Linked DNA regions of Mus musculus: all the other regions are linked to region 2. A link is a contact called in public HiCAR-type and promoter capture Hi-C data. All regions are on one chromosome and are shown on one strand. The core of a region is the stretch at or near the end of the contact, and the rest is flanking DNA. Distances in the headings are between cores, read along the strand shown. Region 1 holds the start of Pop4 (processing of precursor 4, ribonuclease P/MRP family, (S. cerevisiae)). Region 2 holds the start of Rgs9bp (regulator of G-protein signalling 9 binding protein). Region 3 holds the start of Zfp536 (zinc finger protein 536).

The links. Promoter capture Hi-C pulls out the DNA fragments that hold promoters and counts their contacts. HiCAR-type assays count read pairs that join an accessible place to other places.
Region 1: a contact with region 2 is called in a HiCAR-type map of astrocytes, with 6 times the contacts expected there. The contact joins the promoter of Pop4 here to the promoter of Rgs9bp in region 2. A contact is called at or near these places in 2 of 39 promoter capture datasets (embryonic stem cells and hippocampal neurons), 1 of 115 datasets of contacts at active chromatin or transcription factors (astrocytes) and 1 of 9 other capture datasets (adipose tissue).
Region 3: a contact with region 2 is called in a promoter capture Hi-C map of hippocampal neurons, with 6 times the contacts expected there. The contact joins the promoter of Zfp536 here to the promoter of Rgs9bp in region 2. A contact is called at or near these places in 1 of 39 promoter capture datasets (hippocampal neurons) and 2 of 115 datasets of contacts at active chromatin or transcription factors (astrocytes and neural tube).

What each region holds. Positions count from the first base shown.
Region 1 is chr7:38,269,946-38,272,645 of GRCm38.p6, reverse strand. Pop4 (processing of precursor 4, ribonuclease P/MRP family, (S. cerevisiae)) reads left to right here and starts at 1,298. Exons shown (of 7, transcript NM_025390.4): 1 at 1,298-1,499. The coding sequence starts at 1,493.
Region 2 is chr7:35,584,252-35,586,951 of GRCm38.p6, reverse strand. It overlaps Rgs9bp (regulator of G-protein signalling 9 binding protein), which reads left to right and starts at 1,370. Exons shown (of 1, transcript NM_145840.3): 1 at 1,370-2,700. The coding sequence starts at 1,732. The coding sequence ends at 2,445. It overlaps Ankrd27 (ankyrin repeat domain 27 (VPS9 domain)), which reads right to left and starts at 705. Exons shown (of 29, transcript NM_145633.3): 1 at 583-705.
Region 3 is chr7:37,768,464-37,771,163 of GRCm38.p6, reverse strand. It overlaps Zfp536 (zinc finger protein 536), which reads left to right and starts at 1,412. Exons shown (of 6, transcript NM_172385.2): 1 at 1,412-1,568.

The DNA.
Region 1 (2,700 bases), core at 49-2,548, 2.7 Mb before region 2:
ATAAGATAGACTATAAATTCCAATGCTCCAGAAGGCCAGGCAGGAATGTTGCACTTTCAAGCTCAGCCTAGACCACAAAGCAAGTGTCTGGGACACTGTCTTCAGTGAAAAAGAATCAATTTTTTAAAAGAGCAAACATTTTGAGACCAATGGGGTAAGATGCAATGAGCACAGGAAAGAAAGGAAGGGAGGGAGGGAGGGAGGGAGGGAGGGAGGGAGGGAGAGAGAGAGAGAGAGAGAGAGAGAGAGAGAGAGAGAGAGAGAGAGAGAGAGAGAGAGAAGAAAGAGAAGAAAGAAAGAAAGAAAGAAAGAAAGAAAGAAAGAAAGAAAGAAAGAAAGAAAGAGAGAGAGAAGAAGAAGAAGATAGGTGCCTTTTAGACATGTAAAACGTTTAACTAAGGAACCCCATGTAAAACGTTTAATTAAGGAACCCCAGTACACCCAAGGCAGCACCTGATAACCAGAACCCAGTTACATCACTCAAGACAACTAGACACAGTCCTAGAACCCCATGACACCCAGTGGACAGTGTATTAGTGGGCACCAAGAGCAATGCTCTGCTCTGCACAACTGAAGAGAAGCCACCTTCATCTGCCCTGCGGCTGGAGAGTAATCTGACACTCCAATCAAAAACTTCTGTTGGAGACTGGACCTGACCTTCAGCTAAGATAAGTCACACAGGAGGGTAGCCTTGGGGAGATAGGCTTAGGTAGTTAGGAATTTAGGGGGTGAACCTATGAAATGACCGTTTGCATAATAAAATGTAACTTTTGTTATACTAGCTACACTAACTACACGTCTCTACCTTCTTGCATCCGATAGCAAATAAACCTACTCTTTTTCTTTACTAATAGGAAAAAGACCTTTGAACGAGGTCATAAAAGTATTTAGTAGCAGAAACAGGACTAAATACCCCCGGCCACCAGTACAAAATATGACTAGTATTCTCGGGAGTAAATTCTAGATTACCCAGGGCAACACTGTAAGCCTCTTGCTTAAAAAAAAAAAAAAAGGAATCCCACAGTCGTTACCGCCGATATCCCCGGCCAACTTGTGCCCTCCCTCGTCCCCAATCTCCCTCGCGTCCTCTCTATGGCAGCTTGCTCTCGCTACATTTCATTAATCCTGACCCCCCAACACGACTACTCCAGTTACAGACACTTGCATACTGAACACCACAGCAGACCCGCAAAATCCGCTCCTCTCTCAACCACAGAGCCTGTGCCAGTGACGGACGCACACAGATGCCGTCGCGTCAATGACGTCAGAGAGGCGCCCGATCCGAAATCTGGTCGCCATCCCCTGACGCAGGGTGGAGCAAGTCCGTGCACTTTGTTAATTGTCTCTTGGGCTTATCGGATTTTTCCAGTGGAATTTTAAACAAAAAAGCAGCGTCCCGGCGGGAGAAAGCCGCTGAACAAAGCGAAGAAAGGAAAGGAATGAGTGAGGCCTGAAGGAGACATCGCCAGAGAGCTCCGGAAGCTGGCCGACAATGAAGGGTAAGTGGGATGAGGGACGCGGAGCGGGGCCGGGGTGGGAATATAGAACCTCGGAACTAGAAGTTGGCTTGGGAAATGAATCAGGGATACCTGTCTCAACAGAGTCCTAAGGCAACTTCCAGGGAATTACCTTAGTACACAAAAGAAATGGAGGCCCGGAGTCTGAATCCGCCGTCTCAGTCTCTTAGCTAGGAATAAATGTCAGGATCGAGTTTGTGTGCTCTCCTCAGGGGCCTCTCGGGGGAACTAGAAGAGATGGGTCCAAGTTCTTGACCGGACCTAGCTACTACCTTCCCGTATAACTTCTGTCAAGGACCTGCACCCCTCTGCCACCTGGTTTTCACCCTTGCCCCTGTAAAAAGCTGCTGAGGGGCAGTATCGTACACCTAAGGCTTTGGAATTTGAGCCGAAAAGAGCTGTGCCCAGAAGGGCAGCCAAGCACTGGGGCAGTACTAGAGGAGAGAGGTAAAGATATTGCCTCTGATTTGGTGATTCATGCCCTTTTTGTCTGAGAACAAGTTTCTTAGCGTGTCTCAGCTACCACTTTATTATGTGCATAACAAAGAAGAGCTACTGTTAAAAATTGCTTAGAAAGATTAATGACATTAAGATAATATATATGCACACTCACTCAACCAACCGCTTGACAAGCTGTGAGTGTCCCACACCTACTGCATGTTGCAGAAAGACTTTCAACTTTGATGCGAGGCATCTGGGGTAAATAAAACAAAGTTCTTCCTGGGATTCCAGCCCCTGCATGTTTATCACAATAAAGTTCAATCTTGATCCATTGTTCAAGAGAGAGCTAGATTCTGTATATAAAACTTGTGGTACCTTGGTTTGTTTGCTTGGGTCAAGCATATACTCAGGGAGACAGAGATGGATTGTTTGTTTGTTTGTTTGTTTCTTATTGTTGCTGTTGGGATAAAGTCAGCTATGTACTCCTGACTAGCCTGGAGCTCACCGTGTGAACCAGCTCGGCCTCTACCTCTCAAGTAATGGGATGGATCAACCATGTGTGCCGCCACACCCAGCTCAGAAGTGCAGTGTATAGGGTGTAGTGTGAACTGCACTTTCTGGTCATGGGCCCTTCCTTTTCCCATTTACTCCTGTAGTCTCTGCCCCAGTGCCACCATGATGATTGCCTCCAAACAAATAAGAAACAGGATTGTGGAGGTTTAAAGAGGTTTCATCATCATGA
Region 2 (2,700 bases), core at 121-2,620:
ATCTGGGCAGTCCGTTTTCAACCAAGAAACCGAACACACTCTGTGTGGTTGTACGTCTCTGGGTACCTGAGTTTTCCATAAGTCTTCTCTACATACAGGACGAGAGGACCTCGCCACGTGTAAAGCAGGCAGGGATACCCTTTCCACTTTCAGCCCCGGCGGAAACTCAATCAGCTGGCCTAGACCAGGATCTGAACACACAGCCTCCTCCCTCAGTTTGGTCACCGGAAAACCTCCCAGGCCACATGGCCTGGGAGCGACAGCTCTGCCCACTGCCCCAAGTCCCAGCTCCGGGGGACCCAGGCCTGCCGTGGTGCCACAGGAACAGATGCATTCTCCGCGCCGCCTAGGCATCCCTCTGGACCTAGTGGACAACGTGCGCGCCGCGATGCGGACCGCAGAGGAACGGGAGAGCTGGGAGGCTCAGCCCGCCACGGGTCCGGGCCCCTGGGGCCCATCAGCCCAGCCTGGGGCTCCCCTTCAGTGCAGGGAACCCCTCCCCCTTCCTCTCCCAGGCCCCGCCCGACCTCGGCGTTCCCCAGAGTAGGGAGGCGCTGGAGGATACCCGCAGAAGACACTTACTTAAGAGGCTACATAGTTTCACCTCTGTGCTACGACAGCACCTCCCGGACCCTGGGCTGGGACCTGAGTGCCCACCACCCGGGTGCGGTGGCTCCACTCTTCAGCCTACCTCTTTACTCCGCCGTTGGGCGGAACCCTGCTCCAGTCTGTCCAATAAGAGGTCGTTTTAGTCGAGACTGACACGTAAACAGAGCAATCATTAAGTCTAGTTCAGTCGGAGGTGGGGCCCAGGCGACTCCGCGCTTCCTACTCAAGCTAGCCCCGCCCAGAACCAGGGAGTGCGCGTGCCCAGAATTCGAGAGGCGGGACCTAAGGAAGATCTGATATTAGGGGTGGGGTCCAAGCTGGGCCCCTGAAATGGGGTTAGACTGTGATGAAGAAGAGAGCTCCAACTAAGTAACAATCCTACCCGGTCGATCGCCCGTGCTACTGGTGATGCAAACTGGAGGTGCCCAGACTTCCGAGCCACCCTACTCTGTTGCCTACAGGGTCTAGTCCCTTGGTCCTTTCCCTTCACTAGCATGGGCTGCGATAAGCTAAGCATTCTTTCTACCGAGTCTCACTTTTCCTCGTCTGCAAAGTAGGAAAAAAAAAAACCTTGAATTTGTAGGGCGCTAAGGTTCCAGAATTATCATGGTAGGGAGAAGAGGGAAAGCCACACTTGATCTACCTGGGCTGGGCCCCGCCTACCCCTGGCCCGGGGGCGGGGAGGGGGCGGGGGGGGCGGGCGGAGGAAGCCCCGGGCCTGGACTGGTGGCTGGAGGCGTGTCCTAGGAAACTGGATCCTGCTGCCCTTGGCCGGGGCTAAGGCGCGCGGCTCGTCTTGGAGACTTGGGGTCGATCAAGGATGGGGTCTTCACTCTGGGCTTCTCAGGGAGCCGCCGTGAAAAAGAAAGTGGTGCAAAGACACTACGCGTGACCCGGAGCGCGTCTGGGGGAAATGGAGGAGCGGATGGGGAGAAGCTAACCAGACTACCCCAGCCGTGGGGACGCCGGAGGCGCACCTCAAGGGTCCCTGGAGAGCTCTGTTGAGAACAGCGGCGAGGACATGAGGAGCTTTCAGTCCGCCCTGCTCAAGGCTGGCATCAGGGCTGGAGGCGACCTACGACGTTGAAGGTTGCAAGTAGGGTACCGCCGGAGGGCAGCGCCATGGCCAGAGAGGAGTGCAAGGCGCTGCTGGACGCGCTCAACAAGACCACAGCGTGCTACCATCACTTAGTGCTTACTGTGGGCGGCTCCGCGGACACTCAGGACCTACGCGAAGAGCTGCAGAAGACCCGCCAGAAGGCGCGGGAGCTGGCCGTGGCCACCGGCGCCCGGTTGACCGTCGCGCTCCGGGACCGGAGCTTAGCTACCGAGGAGCGCGCGGAGTTTGAGCGGCTCTGGGTGGCCTTTTCAGGCTGCCTGGACCTGCTCGAAGCCGACATGCAGCGCGCACTAGCGCTGGGAGCCACCTTCCCGCTGCACGCGCCGCGCCGGCCACTTGTTCGCACTGGGGTGACGGGCGGCTCCTCTGCTGTAGCTGCGCGCGCCCTGAGCGCCCGCAGCCTGCGGCACGAAGCGGAGAGCGACTTCGATGTCGCCGATCTGCCCCAGTTGGAGCGCGAAGTCCTCCAGGTGGGCGAGATGATTGACGACATGGAAATGAAAGTCAACGTGCCCCGCTGGACTGTACAGGCGCGACAAGCGGCAGGCGCCGAACTCCTGTCCGGTGCCAGTGCCGGCGCGTCCTCAGCCGGTGGCATTTCGGTAGAGGAGCGCGCGGGCCCCTGCGACCCCAGCAAGGCCCTGGCTGCCACCGTTTTCAGCGCCGTGCTGTTGGTGGCTGTGGCCCTCGCCTTATGTGTGGCAAAGCTGAGCTGACTGATATCCAACGGTCGTCCGCTGCCCCTTTTCTTTCCAGGGCATGGGCTTCGGGTTTGAACCGTTAAGGAGAGAGGTAGTGAGCCTGAATGTGTGCATATGAACATGATCCTTTCAAAGCCCACCTCTGCCTGGGCAAAACGTGTTTTGTTTTTTAACATGCTGGCCCAAGAGGAGTTAACAGCACAGGGCGGCCAGGCCATTACCTCTAATGTCTGTAGGAGCTTTACCTCCTATTAATAGAAATCGGTCCAC
Region 3 (2,700 bases), core at 163-2,662, 2.2 Mb before region 2:
TATGAGAAGTGAGGGAAGGTGGAAATTAGCGCTGTGGAAGTTAGAGAGAGAAAAGGAGAGAGAGAGAGAGAGAGAGAGAGAGAGAGAGAGAGAGAGAGAGAGAGAGAGACCAACTCTTCGGAGAAAATTCCCCGCAAGGTTTCTCTAGGGACAGGTGGAAAGTTAAGTGGCCCCCATTTTTCACTCCCGGTTTGTGAGTCCTTCCTGTTTGTCCGCCTCTTGGTGAGCGCACACTCAAGTCCCCGAGTTCTTTCCTGGAAGGATGCAAGCCTGGAAGGCTGGGGTCGGTGCGGGCAGAAGCCAGGGGCTGGGGCCTGGGAGGAGCAGGGCGGGGTCCCGGCCTGGCGCGCGGGTGGCAGCGGTGGCCGGGTTTTGTTTGCAGGATATTGTTTTGTCTAACGGGTGCCTCGCAGGAGACGTGATTCGTCAGCCGCCTTAGTTTTCACTTGAGCGGAAAATAACGGCGGCTACGTGCGGTCCCTGCCTGCGGGGCTCGAGCGCGCTGTGCGTGTGCATCCTCTGAGGTGCGCGCGGGTGGGCGGCCCGGGGCACCGGCTTTAGGACTAGCGGGCTAGCAGGGTGAGTGCGCGCCGAGCTGGCCTTGGGTTCCTCCTGCGCTTCTCTGGGCAGTCGCCGCCGCCGCTCTGCAGTTTAGCAGAAATCCGACAGGGGCCGCGTTTGCTGAGCGCATCCGGCCGGCTGCAGCCGGAGCGGGGCCGTGGGGCCAGGCCTCTCGGTGTAGACGTTGGGAGGGGGCCGGTGGGTAGTGGTGGGGGCAGTAGACTGGGAGGGGCGCGGGAAATGATCTTGGCCGGAGCGAGCACAGCTCCCCTGTCCCTGCTGTCCCCTCGTGTCCACCGCGAGTTGGGCATCCCCGCGCGCCGGGGCCTTGGCTTTTCCCCCACGGTCCCTAGGTCTCCAGGCAGGGCTTAGGTGAACTTGGGGTGGGGTGTGCTTGCTCATATGTGTGCGTGCGTGTGTACGTGTGTGTAGAAAGGGAGCTTAGCGTGGAGACCCTGGTTTTCTTTCTCAGTTTTTAACAACTGGATTTTGACTTTGAGACCAGCTTCGCTCACTGCTTGGGCTGGGAGGGGGGCGATCTTTCCCCATCACTCACATCTTTGTTCATTGTTCACTGAGTGCAAAGCAGGCGACTTAAAGAGAGGAAAAAGGAGGGAGAGAAAGAGAGAGGCAGAAGAGGGGGAAGAAGAGAGAAAGAAGAGGGGCGTGGGGGGCACATCAGTGTCCCCTCCTGGGTCGTGTTGGAGGGTGAAATAGTAAACCCACGCACGGAGGGTCGCCAGGAAAGTGGACATTACCGCTTTAATTAACTTCGAGATGCTCCGGCGGCGGGACCTGGCGTAGCCGTGACGCGCCCCCATAAATCTGCCGGGCCGGGGCTGCTCCAAGAACTCATACAGTAGCAGCGTCAGATTCAACGCGCGCCTCCCCCGGCCGGAGTCCATTTGCATAATTGGATTTTTTTTTTTGCCTCCTTCCTCCCTGAAACTTATTTGAAAACCCAAGTGAAAACCGCGACGACCTGCACACTCAAAAGCAAGTGCCAAGTAAGTGCCCTGCGGTGCCCTCCGCGCGCCCCGAGGTGAGGGCGCAGTGCTGGGGGCGAGTGCCCGGCCGGCTCGGGGAGAGTGTGCAGCGGGCGGGAGAATTGCATCTGCTGGGCTGGATGTTCGAGGAACTTTTTGTTTTGTTTTGTTTTTTTGCTGTTTTTTTTTTTTTTTTTAAACACAACTCCCAACCCTGTCTCTCCACTTTTCCGGCGAGGTGAGGTGACTGGGCCACGCGCATAGTTGAGGCGAGCCTGAAGAGGAGATCTTGGGGACACAGTTGAGAGTTGAGCATAGGGGTTCTTTGGGAGGGTGACGGGTCTCTGTCGCCGCCGCCACCGCCACCGTCGCTGCCGCGGCTTGGAGAGCTGAGCTGCGAGTGAGCGGGGTTGGTTGCCTGTCGCGCCGCGCCGCTGATGCAGTTTGTCGCCAAATGCCTCCCCCATTATTCTAAGGTTTGTGTCTCAGGGTGTGCGTGCGCTCGCGTGTGCGCCCCTGTGTTTTGCTGGGCTTTAAAAGGAAGAAAAGCAACCAAAACAAGAGTAGGAAGGCTTCCTTTCCAGTCTGCCTTCCCCTTCAGCGTCCTCTGTTTCTATTGCTTGAAAAAAATGGAGTGAGAGCTGTTTTGCCTAAGAGAGGGTCACCACCAACAGATTGACAATTCGGTTGGAAATGCTATCAATTCTACAGCAGAGATGTAGCTGCGGGCATGGCATGCCGGCTCCACCCTGGTCAGGGAAATGGCTTCACAATTTCAAATTGTTGAAAAAAATGCATACTATGTTATTATTAGTAGTATTATTTGCAGTGAGCAGGATGGAGGGGGAAAGTAGATTGCGTTGGAGAAGACTCCAGCTGTCTTTCCCATTTCTGGGCCTGCCTGGGAACTTGGCTGTGGGCAAGGCCCACCACCCTGCATGGCAGGGGCCTGAGACTCAGCTTCCAGCTCTGGGAGTTGCGGGGGGGGGGCACCTCCCCCCATAGCCCTTTGGCCTCTACTCTAAGAGAGCCTAGGGCTTTGGCTGAAGGCTGCTTTAGCTATGATGTCATCCTGATAGCGGTGCAAATGTCTCTTGATCTCACCATTACCCGCCTGGCTGAGTTGTTGGTAATGATAGCACTCTGCCCAGCT